Regions from separate parts of the Mus musculus genome. Here region 1 is linked to region 2. Evidence: chromatin contacts called from public promoter capture Hi-C data. All regions are on one chromosome and are shown on one strand. Each heading gives the region's core, a stretch centred on a gene start, on an enhancer-like site or on the middle of the called end of the contact. The rest is flanking DNA. Distances are from core to core; before and after follow the strand shown.

Region 1 (3,335 bases), core at 667-3,166, 930 kb after region 2:
CCTCAGCCTGACCGCAAACCGAGGGCGATGCTGCAAATAGCCGCGGTTTCCAGCTGGTGCCCCGCCTCCCTCTTGGTCTTCCGGACCTTTGGGGTTTTCTCTCTCTTCTTCCCTCCACCCTCTCATCTGCCCAGTGCCTCCCCGCTGTGTCCACACAGTGCGCCCACCACATCCTGACCCATGCACTGTGGTTCCTTCACCGGCGAGGTGGAGAACCTCGAGACCAATGCCGAGGCTCGGGCGTCTGCTGTGCCTGTGAACGATTTACGCAGTCATTCATGAACTGCTTGCACCGTAGCAAGTTTGCAGACAGGGAAACTGAGGCTCAGAAACTCCTCACAGGGGCTGGAGAGATGGCTCAGCAGTTAGGAACACCATCTGCTCTTCCAGAGGTCCTGAGTTCAATTCCCAGGAACCACACGGTGGCTCACAACCATCTGTAATGGGATTCGATGCCCTCTTCTGGTGTGTCTGAAGACAGAGTACCCACATACTTGAGAGAGAGGAGAGAGAGAGAGAGGAAGTCTGGGGGCTTCTCTGGGTTCCTCTCCTTTTCTCAAACTTCCTCAAACACATCTCTTTAAAGTCAGGTGCCATCAAGAAAAATATACACCAGGGTGGGTGTAATTCAAGAGAGTCAGGGCAGAGTGTGGAGGTCCAAATTATGGCCCCATCACTAAACTTCCCTCCTGTAGCGGAGAGAGGAGAGAGGAGGAGAGACTCCTCACAGACTAAAGTTAATCTATCTGTGCCTATGGTGGGAAGGCTACCTCCTATTCCAGAGCCCATGCTGGGATCCTCAGGCTAGCCTATAGCGAGTCTGACCTGCCTGTTTGCACATCTGTAAAAGATGTTCAGCCTGGCCTGAACCAGGGAATCTGCATTTTAGCATGTCCTAGTATTCTGAAACAACCCCTATTGCAGCGCACCACAGGTTTCTGGCGTTGAGGTTAGACACAGTGTCTTCTTCATCTTCCCATCCAGTCCCAATAATAGTAATAATAACAATAGTTAGCCAGACAAGCATGGGGACACTAGCCTAGCACTTGGGAGACAGGTAAATCTCTGAGTTCCAGGCCAGCCTTGTCTACAAAGCAAGTTCCTGGACAGCCATGACTACACAGAGAAACTCTTATCTCAAGAAAAAAAATAACATTAACAATAGTTAATGGACATTAAATATAGACATCCCACTCTGTGCTGAATGTCCCATGTGCACTATCTTATTTGTCCCCAGCCTTTGGTCCTAGGGCATAGAGGGGTTAAGTAATAGCCAGAGGATCACATAGCTATTCAACGATGATGCTACAGTTGACAGGATGGATGAACGGATGGCCAGGCCGAGAGGGAGGAGCTGAACAGAGAATGAGTTTGTAGTTTGTAGAAGAGTGTGATATGGAAGCACACAGGCTACAAGCAGAAGGGACAAGTGTGGTTCCGTGTTAGAAGGCCACGGAAAAAGTGGAAAATCACTGTGGGTCAGTAGCTGACATTGGGGTTCGGAAGCCATTTTTCTGGCAAATCTCATTTTCCACTTGTAAGAAGCCTCGTTTTTGTTTTTTTTTTAGGGCTGGCACTTTCCAGGGCAGGCAGTGTGTTCTCAGCACTGATGGAGAGAGAGGATGGGAAGAGTACAGAGAAAGAAGAGATGGGGTGGGAGTGGCCGATCAGCAGTGACAGACAGGAAGTGCAGGAAGGAAGCACCATACCGCCCTCTCTCTTCCCATGGGGGTTGTCATCCCTGGCAAGCTGTAACCTCCAGGTCCCACATACTGTGCCATTGTGCACCTGTCACAGGAGGGAACTCTGCCAAAGGGAAGGCTGGTATTGCATCAGTGTTAAGCCTTGGGATCAAATGTTGGGGTGGCAATGGGGAGGTCTAGGCTCCTGATGTCACTGGCTCTATCAGCCAAGGAGAGAGGCTGTCCCATGAAGCAGTGCAAAGGTGGGGTGAGGCATAGGAAGGAAGCAGAGAGTCTAGGACACATCTCAGCCACATACAAGTGGCCCCGTGGGGACCGGAGCCTGCTGGAGGAGGTGGCATCAGGCTGAGTGGGGCTCCCTGGACAGAGAGGCACCTGCTCACCATGTTGCCTCTCCTTGCCCTGCTTCTCCTGATCGGGCCATCAGTGTGCACTACAGCAGGAGACAGAGAGGAACTGGCTTTTGGTGCAGAGGCAGAGTCCTGGGTGACCGTGAACCTGAAGGTACCTTTCTGAGATGGTGACCCATGATGGAAGGCTGGGAGATTCCTTCTAAGGCAGCCAGGATAGCAGAGTGCATTCTCCTAAGCACTTTAATGGCAAGACAGACTGGCCAACTCTGCTGGATGGGGAGGGTCAAGCCTTGATCTGTCCAACTACCAGGGGAGCGTTTGGCTTATACACGTGAGAGCAACAATGTGTGCTGTATAGATGGAAACATTTAGTTAGCACCTACTGTGTTCCTGGTACTGTCCTAACTGCCTTATGAAAAGTAGCCTATTTCAACCTCATGGGGAAAATGTCATTGCTATCCCATTTCACAGATAAGAAAACCGAGGTACAGAGAGGTCACAGAGCTTCTTTAAAGTGAATTGCCTCAAAAGCACAGCTTCTACTTTAGCTAGGTTCTGGTTCTATGTATATTTGAATTGGAGATTGTTTTCCAGAATTTCTTTTCAAGTGACCAACTGGAACAGGATTGCTATTTTGCCTCATACAAGGAACTAACTGCCTTTGCCTCCTGACAAACACTGGTGTTTGACAATGGTAGCGTCTACCACCCTCCTGCATACTGTTACTGGGAAGAAACAGTTTTTAAGGAATTATTTATTTTATGTATATGAATACACTGTTGCTGTCTTCAGACACACCAGAAGATCCCATTATAGGTGGTTGTGAGCTACTATGTGATTGCTGGAAATTGAACTCAGGACCTCTGGAAGAGCAGTCAGTGCTCTTAACCACTAAGCCATGTTACCAGCCTGGAAGAAATCTTAAAGTTGGAGCCCCAACCCTACTCTGAGATCCAGTATCCCTGACCTGCGTGAAGACCCTGACCTTGGAGCTCCCAGTACCTCCTCGGGGAACCACTGGTAGTCAGGGAAGATTGAACTGGAGGGTAACAGGAACCTGTGTCCCCACAGTCCCAGGATGGAAAGGACACTGCTCAGTTTGGTGTATGGTGCTTAGCCATGTGAGGTCCCTGGAAGTTCTTAGAATTGAGAGGTTAGGGATGCAGCTCAGTTGGTGAAGGGCTTGTGTAGCATACATGAAGCCCCGGATCCAATCCCCACCACCACACAAAACTGCATGGTGGTGCATTCCCAGCACCCAGGAAGTAGAGGCAGGAAG
Region 2 (3,263 bases), core at 447-2,946:
GCTGGCATGTATGCATGTGCACATGTGGATGCTTAAACCTGAAGAAGTCAGAAGAGGGCATCTGATCCCCTGGAACTGGAGTTACGGATGGATGGTTGAGAGCCACCATGTTGGTGCTGAGAATCAAATCCTGGGCCTCGTTTACAAAAGCAACAAATGCTCCTAACTGTTGGCTTATCTCTCTAGCCCGATATAATTCTTTTAAGGAAAGAAAATTTAACAAACAAAAAACCATGAATTTTGGAGCGCACCTAATTTAATGTCATTGCTGCTGTTTGACTTTGTTTGTTACCACTCTGAGGATGAAACCCTGTGCCTTGTTTGGGTAAGTACTCTTTCACTAAGCCAAATCACCAGCCTGCTACAATCTTTTTAAATTGCCTTTAAAAAAAAAAAGACTGCTATTTCTTGTCCCTCAGACTGTGTTAAAGACTGAGTTTCAATGCCATTCCCATCAGCCTCAGATGGAGCACTATGTTGGATCCGAGAATTAAATTTTAAACTGTGGAAACAAATCCAAGTGTAGGCTCAAGCCGCGTTCCAATTTGCCACCGGGGTCAATTTAAGTGTTTAGTCAGTTGATATTCATCACTCCTGGTGTGCAGTGTGTACTGTGTGAATTACTGTATCATAATAAACAGACGTTGCTTTTTCTTAAGCAGTAACAAGACAAATGCATGCTGTGTGCCCTGGGCAACCCCGAAGAATGGAAATAAAGACGCTATACCTAAAAGTACCCCTTCCTGTTTCATCTTGGCTTTGTTCAGGCCCTCCTCTCTGCCTCCCCAGGGTGTTTTCCTTAATCTTTTCACCCCATCTGCAAAGTTCTCACCAGTGCCACATCAGGGATCTCTCCAAGGCACCTGAGCTCAGCAAAACAATATTTTCTGCTTGTCCCATTGGGTAGTAGAACAGTGCCAACCAAGGCTCTGAGCCTCATTAACTAGATTAGGCATGGAGTACTGCACACGGCTGTTTATGAACACACCATAGCTCTACCCTCAGTGCCTGGAATCAGGACTAGGATGACAAAGAGCTCCCCCCGCCCGCCCGCCCCCGCCCCGCCCCGCCCTCCGTCTTTCCTTAGATGACTTTCAGAATAATTAATTATAATTTATAAGCTATAACGAGTTGCATTTTATAAACTAGAATCAATGTTAATCTTCATGAAAGCCAAGTTGGAAGAATTTCTGTCTAAAACCGATAAAGGGTAAAATAAAAACAGTAACAGCTGAAATAAATATTCTAGCTGAATGGTCCCAAGCACTGACAAAAATAAGAAAGAACAGTGTCATCTATCTCTGCAAATAATGGGCATATTATAGTAGGATCCTTTTCAGCCCATTTCCCGTCCTGCTGGGTAAAAATTGGCTCAGATGGAAAAAAAAAAAAAAAAAAAAGAGCTAACTAATCTTGGGGGAGTGGGGGTGGAAACCCACCAATTATTTTTAATGCCTGCTAAACAGCCTGCTCCTGAGGATAAGGCTTTTCTGGCTCTCAAACGACAATGTCGGATCCCTCCGCCTCGCAACTATTCCTGTGTCTGTCCTCCTCGCTGGAAGCTGCCGGGTGGGAGCTCTAAAAATAGCCCATGAATCACAGCAGATAATCCAGTGCGGTGGTTACATAAACAGCCGGCCGGGGCGGCGGGGCCGCGGGTGGGAACGAAAAGTATCTAGGTCAATGTTGTCACACCGAATAGGGTCCCCCGGAGCCGGCCTTCGGAGGCGCGGTGGGGGAGGAGGCCTGGGCCTGCGGGGCCGCGAGCAGCCAGGGAGCTGTCGGTGGGCGGGCGGGCGCACGAGGCCCTGGGCCGGGCGCGGGCGGAGGCGCGAGCGGGGCGGGCGAGCCCGGCGCTCCCTCCCCATGGCCGGGAGCCGGCCGCGGAGGCGGCGGCGGCGCTGACAGGCTCGGGGCGGGGCGGCCCGGGGCCCGGGGCCCTGGGGAAGATGAGCGCCCTCCTAGAGCAGAAGGAGCAGCAGGAGAGGCTGCGGGAGGCGGCGGCCTTGGGGGACATTCGGGAGGTGCAGAAACTGGTGGAGAGCGGGGTGGATGTGAACTCGCAAAATGAGGTCAACGGCTGGTAAGTGGCGAGCGGGGGAGGCCCAGGGTTCAGGGCTGCGAGCTCGGGGCGTGGAGCAGTCAGCCGTGACCCAGGACGCAGGCGAAGGTGACGCCTGGTGCCCCAGGCCTCTCAGGTCGTGGCCCTTTCGAGACTGGCCCCGATCTCCCATTGCCTGGTGCAGTCAGGAGCGCATCCTCCCCAAACCATACCTTCTTCTGTGGTTGACCGCGGCCAGCGCCCTCCGGGACACTGGAGCCCACCCACGCCACCCCCCCCCCGCGCGCCCCCTGGCTCTAACTTGGCCCAAATGGTGATGCATAGAGGCTTTGATTCTCGGCGACTCTGCTCTGGATTTCATCAAGCTTGAATTAGTTTGCCATGGGCGCTTCTGAAGAACACTTCGTGCAGAGATGAAAGCATAAGCAACGAAGCAAATGCCAATCTTAAAAAACCAGCACGGTTTCTTTAGCCAAGACCAGGAGAAAAGGAACAACTACAAAACCCTCGCCACTTGCATAATAATTCTGCCTCAGTTGTTTTAATGCCACAGTGATTGGCTGTTGCCTACAGCTGCCTGTTGAGGGGAGACTCATTTGTCTGCCCTGTAGAGTGTTTTGTTTGCTTAGTACAATTTCCAATTAGAGAAATTTACCCAAGGCTTTACAAGTCGGCTAGCAGATCTGCCTCCTTCCCAATACAGAGTCTGTCTCATTTTAAGATATGAACAAATCTTTAGTTTCTTTCTTTTTTTTTTTTTTTTGGTTTTCGAGACAGGGTTTCTCTGTATAGCCCTGGCTGTCCTGGAACTCACTTTGTAGACCAGGCTGGCCTCGAACTTAGAAATTCGCCTGCCTCTGCCTCCCAAGTGCTGGGATTAAAGGCGTGAGCCACCACGCCCGGCTAAATCTTTAGTTTCGAGTTACTGAATGTGGTATTTCTTTCTACCCTTTTTTGACATTTTACAATTAATTTTTTTTAATTCAGGTAATGCTTATCTAGCCTCTTTTGCCAGTTTAAAGTTAAATTTGAATTTTAAACCCCCCAGTAAATCGAGCCATACATTTTGGAATGGAAAGGGCACTGGAGATCATTTGAATTCCAGAGAGTGTCTTGCCCTGATTGCACAATTGTCAATATGATAACAGAGTCAGAAATGAGATTTCCTAATTTCCTAAGAAAGCTGTCTGACTCCTTTCCC

Evidence for each region. Promoter capture Hi-C pulls out the DNA fragments that hold promoters and counts their contacts.
Region 1: a promoter capture Hi-C map of hippocampal neurons shows a contact between it and region 2, with 2.7 times the contacts expected there. The contact joins the promoter of Tac4 here to the promoter of Ankrd40 in region 2. A contact is called at or near these places in 3 of 39 promoter capture datasets (hippocampal neurons and liver).

The regions. Positions count from the first base shown.
Region 1 is chr11:95,259,613-95,262,947 of GRCm38.p6, forward strand. Tac4 (tachykinin 4) reads left to right here and starts at 1,917. Exons shown (of 4, transcript NM_053093.2): 1 at 1,917-2,207. The coding sequence starts at 2,088. It overlaps Gm11515 (a long non-coding RNA gene), which reads right to left and starts at 351. Exons shown (of 3, transcript XR_388972.1): 1 at 1-351.
Region 2 is chr11:94,326,305-94,329,567 of GRCm38.p6, forward strand. Ankrd40 (ankyrin repeat domain 40) reads left to right here and starts at 1,697. Exons shown (of 5, transcript NM_027799.2): 1 at 1,697-2,083. The coding sequence starts at 1,950.